2 separate regions of the Mus musculus genome follow, and region 2 is linked to region 1. Evidence: chromatin contacts called from public HiChIP or PLAC-seq data. All regions are on one chromosome and are shown on one strand. Each heading gives the region's core, a stretch centred on a gene start, on an enhancer-like site or on the middle of the called end of the contact. The rest is flanking DNA. Distances are from core to core; before and after follow the strand shown.

What was found. HiChIP or PLAC-seq counts read pairs in DNA pulled down with a chosen protein or histone mark.
Region 2: an H3K27ac HiChIP or PLAC-seq map of epiblast stem cells shows a contact between it and region 1. The contact joins two enhancer-like sites. A contact is called at or near these places in 2 of 115 datasets of contacts at active chromatin or transcription factors (bone marrow-derived macrophages and epiblast stem cells) and 1 of 9 other capture datasets (liver).

Annotation. Positions count from the first base shown.
Region 1 is chr12:110,530,606-110,534,348 of GRCm38.p6, forward strand. The region is part of intron 4 of Ppp2r5c (protein phosphatase 2, regulatory subunit B', gamma); the gene reads left to right. Among named protein-coding and RNA genes, the nearest start is that of Gm19605, 47 kb to the left of the region's middle. Within about 2 kb of position 1,661, at least 38 of the 459 cell types and tissues checked have an H3K27ac peak or open chromatin away from gene starts, as enhancers often do. A contact at or near this core is called in epiblast stem cells, where this site is marked.
Region 2 is chr12:110,880,773-110,884,515 of GRCm38.p6, forward strand. Cinp (cyclin-dependent kinase 2 interacting protein) reads right to left here. Exons shown (of 5, transcript NM_026048.4): 2 at 3,118-3,286. Among named protein-coding and RNA genes, the nearest start is that of Cinp, 6.5 kb to the right of the region's middle. Within about 2 kb of position 1,754, at least 5 of the 459 cell types and tissues checked have an H3K27ac peak or open chromatin away from gene starts, as enhancers often do. A contact at or near this core is called in epiblast stem cells, where this site is marked.

The DNA of each region.
Region 1 (3,743 bases), core at 411-2,910:
TATAAGTCTGACTTCTAGATCAAAGAATTACATAAAATATTATTCCAATTTAGAGGCATCTTTAGAGCCCTGTTTCCCTAGGTTGGCTCATGCCATGTGTTGTTGCTAGAATGACTCCAACCCTGAGTTACCAGTTTTTGTTTGTTTGGTGTTTGTTTGTTTGTTTGTTTGTTTCGAGACAGGGTTTCTCTGTGCAGCCCTGGCTGTCCTGGAACTCACTTTGTAGACCAGGCTGGCCTCGAACTCAGAAATCCACCTGCCTCTGCCTCCCGAGTGCTGGGATTAAAGGCGTGCGCCACTATGCCCGACTGAGTTACCAGTTTTAAGCCAATTTTGGGTTACCAACATTACAAATTTTTAACCATACCCAAAAACTTATATGCCAATAATCTATAACCAACACATGCAGAACATATTTATACAGTTAAAACCAGTCAGAAGCCAGGCGTGGTGGGCACGCCTTTAATCCCAGCACTTGGGAAGCAGAGGCAGGTGAATTTCTGAGTTCGAGGACAGCCTGGTCTACAAAGTGAGTTCCAGGACAGCCAGGGCTACACAGAGAAACCCTGCCTCGAAAAAACCAAAAAACAAACAAACAAACAAAAAAAAAACAGTCAGAAACAAACATGAAGTGGTTATATACATTTACATAGTTAGACTAGACAGACAAATTTTTCTTACTTTTTCTAGCTGTAATTTCATGGGAGGAGCACCCTGCCACCTGCTGAACCCAAATGTTCCAGCAGATAAAGTTTTAACCATTTTTTCTTTTGAATATGAAACACAAAGCAACAGTCAGGCAACAAAACAAAGCCACAGACATAAACTGACAGACATGGACAGACTGACACACCGAGGACAAACAATAGACAGAGGGAAGAGAACTGGATGTCCCACCAAAGGAACCCAGATCCAGGACTAGGCATCCCCCAGTGGGAGCCAGAGAGGAAGCAAGCTATCTCCTGAACTCCTCTTGTCCCTAGCGTACCTCTAAGCATTTGTGCAAAAAGCATTTTACTAGCCCTGTCCCATTTCACAGACTTTACTCACTGCTGGCCCAGATTTTTGTATTTTCCTTTGTGTGAGCTTCCTCTTCTGCCATGCCCTTCACTGAACCCCTCGTATTCGAGCCTCAACATTGAGGGCACCACCTGACCAACCCAGCTCAGTCAGTCAGCAAGGTCTCAAGGGAAGGAGTGAGGCTTAAAGAGAGAAAAGACAATTCAACAACATTGTAGCATGACTCCAGCAAGTACTGAAGCAAATTTATTTTTTCCCAGCCTGCTTTTGTACCATTCTAAGTACATGCAAAGAATAAGGTCAGTTCTTGGTCAAGGACAAACCAGGCATAAACAAAGGTCCCATGGTCACTATATTTGGGGACTTATCAAGATGATCAAGATACAAAGAGTATGTATGTTCCTCAGCTGTATTTTTCTTGAGCTTACTTCCTTGTCTTAGCCCAATGTCAGATCTTCTTGCGAATTTCCTTGAAGCAGCCCCAGGGTCTCTGGTTCCCTGGGGATGCCAAGAGCTCTCCACAGCAGGTTTCCCGGTTCCCCGGGGATGCCCTGACACACTCGGTGTTCGCTGCCACCTAGGTTGCTGGCAGGTGTACCTGTCACAGGGTCAGCAGAGACTGCGGCTTCCTTCTGGGCTCAGGCCTGGGTCACAGTGACGTGGCTGAATGTGCTGAGCTCAGGGTTGTTGGTTGCATGGACCTGTCGCCGTTCGTTCCTTTTTATAGAAAAGAGGAGAGAGTTTGAGATCAGCCAGCATGCCAAGTGCACTGCTCCTCCTGTGGGAAGACAAGGTGAAGAGACAGCCCCAGCATTTGTCACTGTGGCTCCTGCATAAACGTGGTGGCTGGAGATCTGGGCCTGCAGCATTGCTTCTGCTGTCACAGTCAGGTCTGCTGCCCAAAGACTGACGGAGATGGAAAAGCAGTTGGAAGCACTGCCATTTTAACCATTCCTACCCTAAATTTCTTAATTTATGTAAAAATGGAGCAGAGCCCTTCTGAGAGTAAATTCCCTAAGAGGAAAGTTGAGGTCCTGAATTGCTGAATTCATGGGACACTACTTTCTCTAAAGCCTTGGACACAGGAAGGGAGGCCTTGTGGGCAGAAAGAGGTCTGGCTAGGGCACTGTTTGGATAGATTGGCTGGCTCAGGAGCCCTTCGCAGCACATGGAGCTCTGGGGTTACCCAGACACCTGTGCTGGATCACTAACCAGAACACAGCTCAGTGTACTCAGTGAGTCAGGAAACATACACTGCATCCCTTCTGAACTCCCGAGGCACCCTGTTACCTGAGGGCGCTTGCACTGAAAATGGTAATATGGTCTCAGCCCTCCCAGAGACTGCCTGGACGTGTCTGAGGGACAAGACCAGACAGTAGTAGCAGCAGTCAGAGCTGAGAGCTGCACAGGCAGCCTGACCACTGTTACTGTCTAGAGGATGAGCTGATCCGCCCAGAGTCAGAGAGTGGGGCAGGGTGGTGCCCGGCAGGGGCCGTGCTCCAAGGACCCCAGGAGCAAAAAGACTTAGGTTGGGTGGAGTGTGGCTAGAGTCCTGACCCTGGAAACCTAATGGTTGTGAGAGAGTGCACACTGCCCCTTCACTCTGGCTGCCTGCTGAGAACATGTAGGAAGAGCTTTGCCATGGTGGGTGGGGGTTGCCGTGGGACAGGCTGGCTGACAGACATGCCCCAGCATGACAGATAGGTAGTGGAGTAAGCTACTTAGCTGGGACAGCTGAGAGAAATGGGCAGGTGTGGGTGGTGTTAGGGTAGGAACAAGATGTGGTTTGATTTGATTTGAGATGTGCAGAGAGAGAGGCTACTGTCCAGTTCTAGGTGCAGATGCCCCAGTCACTATTGTACTGTGTGCTCAAAGGAGAGTGTTGGACATCCGAGGATAGCCCAGACTTGATCCACAGACTCTCAGGGACAGCTTTCTCTCTGCCCCATATCCCATGCTCAGTATGAAGCTATTCTCTTAGACACTCTTTATTCTCTTGAGCTTCCATGTGGGTGCTGGGAGTTGAACCTGGGTCCTTTGTAAGAACAAGTGCTCTTAACCACTGAGCCAACCCTCAAACTCCTTGTTTCTAATTTTCATTCCCAGTCTTTGATACCTTGAACTCAGGTGTTTTTTGTGACTTGGTTTAATGTGAGTGTTGCTTTTTGCAGTAGGACATTAAACTGCAAGACTTATTTCATGGAGAGTTGGTTAGATTAGGTGACTGGGATATTAAAAACACACGGTATGAAGTGCTGTTTTCTATCTGTGGCATAGAAGTAAATTCGTAAGAATAAAATCAAAATAGCAGACAGAAAGTGAGTCATGAAACACAGTGAAGTGTCACTCATCTAACAGAGGCTGAGTTGTTGGTTACTTATTTAAGTAGGCTCTAAAAATAAACCTAGAGGAAGACAGGCCCAGCGGTTAGCTATACCTGCCTTTGCATAGTGTGACCTTGGGAATTCCACTTTGCCCAGTGTTTTGGTAATTCTAAAATACTTTTACAATGATTATGTACCACATTTATTATCATCCAAACTCCACAAATTAAAAACAAAACTAGACTAAAATCAAGCACTGTGTAACACTATGATAGTGCTGCCCACGTAGGACTCCTGTTGGTTTCCAGGATTGAGTTCGCCCCATTATTTTACCACTCACCCCATTAATCTAGTCACTGTTGCACACTTGATTACATACTGGTTTTCGGGTTTTCCTCA
Region 2 (3,743 bases), core at 504-3,003, 350 kb after region 1:
AGCCTGTGGTGGCGTTCCTTAGGAGCCACCCACCCTTTTGAAGACATGCTTTCTCATCCTTGGATGCTGAGGTTTGAATGAAGGTTCTCATGTTTGCATGGTGAGTGCCAGTGAGTTTTCTCTCCTCCTTTGGCTTCTCTCTCTGTCTCTCTCTCTCTTTAAAAGATTTATTTATTTATTATATGTAAGTACACTGTAGTTGTTTTCAGACAGACACCCTAGAAGAGGGAGTCAGATCTCATTACGGATGTTTGTGAGCCACCATGTGGTTGCTGGGATTTGAACTCAGGAAGAGCAGTCAGTGCTCTTGGCTGAGCCACCTCTCCAGCCCTACTCTCTCTCTCTTTTTTTTTTAAAGATTTATTTATTTATTATATGTAAGTACACTGTAGCTGTCTTCAGACACTCCAGAAGAGGGAGTCAGATCTCGTTACGGATGGTTGTGAGCCACCATGTGTTTGCTGTGATTTGAACTCTGGACCTTCGGAAGAGCAGTCGGGTGCTCTTACCCACTGAGCCATCTCACCAGCCCCCTACTCTCTTTTTTTAAAGATAGAATCTTTTTAAAAGATAAGTAGTCCTAGATAGCTAGAACTGCTTTATCATGTAGATCAGCCTTGAACTCCACTGCCTCTGCCTCCCCGTGCTGGGATTAAAGGTGTGCGCCACCACCGCCCGGCACATGTGCCCATTCTTATATACACACAAATAAATGTAAAATAAATACAAAGTTATGTATGCTACATGCTATTTAGATCTGTACATAAAGTTATAAAGAGATTGACTCAGGAGAAAGGGTTGAGTCTGTGATACAATTATCTTTCAGGAATGTGGGAACTTGTGTGTACTGCTGCCTGCTGGGTATCCCTCCCACCCTCCATTTCATTTATTTCGCTTGGTTGCTATTTGGTTCTTGTTGAAATAGATTTACTACACTAGGCTAACCCTGAACACCCAGCACTCCTCCTGCCTTGATCTCTTTGAGTGCTGGGATTCCGTGTGTACACTATGGCCCCTGGCTTATTTCCATTTTGTGGCAGGAGCCAACTGTGTCGCCCAAGCTGGTTTTCCTGCTTCAGCCTCCCTGAGGAGGTGGAGCCACAGATGAGTACCACTGCACCCAAGTCATTTCATGTCCCTTTTTCTTTGTGTACGTGGCTATTTTGCCTGCATATTTGTCTGTATGCCACTTGTGTGTCTGTTGTCCATGGGGTCCAGAGGAAGTGCTATCCTGGAATTACAGATGATTGTGAGCTGCCTGTGGGTGCTGGGAAACAAGCCTGGAGCTTCTGGAAAAGCAGCCACTGTTCTGAACAGCTAAGCTTTCTTTCTCCAGACTGTATTTGCTGTTGTCTTTTAGATTTATTAATTTTAGGTGTGTGAGTCTTTTGCCTGCATGTATGCATGTGCATCACATAGCTGCACCACCTGAAGAGGCCAGAAAAGGGCATCGGGTCCGCCGAAACTGAAGTTACAGACAGTTGTAAGCCTCCGTGTGGGTGCTGAGAATCTCTGCAAGTGTTCTTAACCACTGAGCCACCTCTCCAGCCTCTATTCATTCTGAGACAGGGACTTATGCAGGCCCAGGCAGACCTCAGACTCACTACGTAATGGAGATGGCCTTCAGCTTCTTTTTCTGCCTACACCTGTGTGCCACCCCCTGTGGCTTCGCTTTATTTCTAAAAGAAGACAAAGTAGGGGTGGGGCGACTTGAGAAATGACTCAGTGGAGTACTTTCCACTGGGTGGCAGTGCAGCGCACCTTTAATTCCAGCACCTGGGAAGCAGGGGCACTGGATCTCTGAGTTTGGGGACAGCTGGGTCTACTGAGTGAGTTCCAGGACTGCACACAGAAAGCCTGCCTCAGAAAACAAAACCTTAGAGCCGGGCAGTGGTGGCGCACGCCTTTAATCCCAGCACTCGGGAGGCAGAGGCAGGCAGATTTCTAAGTTCGAGGCCAGCCTGGGCTATAGAGTGAGTTCCAGGACAGCCAGGGCTACCCAGAGAGACCCTGTCTCAAAAAACCAAAAGAAAACAAACAAACAAACAAACAAACAAAACTTTCTACTATAGAAGGAAATGGGTTCAGTTCCCAGCACCCACATGGCAGCTCATAGCTGTCTGTATCTACAGCTATATACAGGATCTTATGCTTTCTTCAGGTCTCTGTGGGTACTGCATACACAGAGCACACATACAGATAGACAGACCAGTGGTCATACACACAGATTAAAAATAAATATTGAGAAAATAAAGAGAAAAGAACAGGGCAGTGGTGGCGCACACCTTTAATCCCAGCACTCGGGAGGCAGAGGCAGGCGGATTTCTGAGTTCAAGGCCAGCCTGGTCTACAAAGTGAGTCCCAGGACAGCGAAGGCTATACAGAGAAACCCTGTCTCGAAAAACTAAAAAAGAATGGGCACGTGTATACCATGATTGTGCCCATGGAGGACAACTTGCAGAAGTTTGGTTGTCTCCTTCCACCATCTAGGCTGTGGGGACTGAACTCAGTCACTAGGTTGTAGAGAGCCATGCTGCAAGCAATCGCGTGCGTGCCCTGAGCAATCGCCATTATAAGATGGCGCTGGCTTCCACTGCACCTAACTAGTAAACAAGCCTTATGCGCAAGTGCAAGAGTGAACTCACTAGTCACTGCCCATCTCGCGGCGTAGTAATGGGGTGATGGGCGAGCAACGAGAATCAGGAGCTGTCACGCCACATCAGGTGCTGAAACGTCACACAGCGCCATTTTCCCCCGGTTCGGGGTCTTCCCTCCTGATAAGTAAGGAATAAAAGCTTTGCCGCAGAAGATTCCGGTTGTCCTGAGTGTGTTCTTGCCGGCGGGGACAAAAGCTCGGGATACTAGGTTTGGTGGTAAACACCTTAGCCCTCTCTAGCTCAAGGCATCAAACTTGTAATCCCGGGTCTCTGCGGTCTTTTCCCGGGTCCCACCCATGTGTAGCACAGCAGTCGGCATGCCTTTGCACACGTGCAGGGTTACTTTGCTACACTCTTGGCTTTCCTTTGTTTACACCAGGAAATTCTTACTCTCTGACTGTTCTCTCAGTGGGTAGAGGTGACAGACAGTACAGAGCACGGGAACCACACATGTACTTACAGCAAGCTGACTTTCAGGTTGGCAATACTGCTCGCTGTGGTGAAGCCCTTGTCACTGAGGCTGTCCCATTTCAGGATTAAGTTATGCCAGTCAGCAGCATTGTCCTTAAGTTTCCTCGCACTGACTGATAAGACAGGTTTTCTTGGTGTTGCGATCCCAAGAGTCTTTGCTAATAGAGAGCAAGAGAAACAGTTAAGGAACACATGATCACAGGCTCCACAGGAAAGTGGTCTGATATGCCTCACTGACCGGAGAAATCAATGTCCCAGAAACTAAGAGGCTCTTCACAGCTCAGGACTCCACAAACACTTCTCTCACACACTCTGTCTACTTTTCTTTTTTGGGGACAGGGTCTCAAATGTAGCTCTGGCTAGCCTTAAACTTACAGAGATTATCCCACCTATTCCTACAGGACTGGGATCAAAGGTGGGCACCACCGCCCTGGGCATAGCACCTTGTCTTAGAGATGAGTAAAGCTCTGACTTCTTACTAATAAGTCAGCTTATCACTCTCTCTCCTGTGAGGTAATCCGGTCTCCACTCTTTATACTCCAACCACCTTGTACCTGCGCCTTGAACCCTTAAACTGAGCTTTCAACTCCTGAGAGCTCATCACACCACAACACT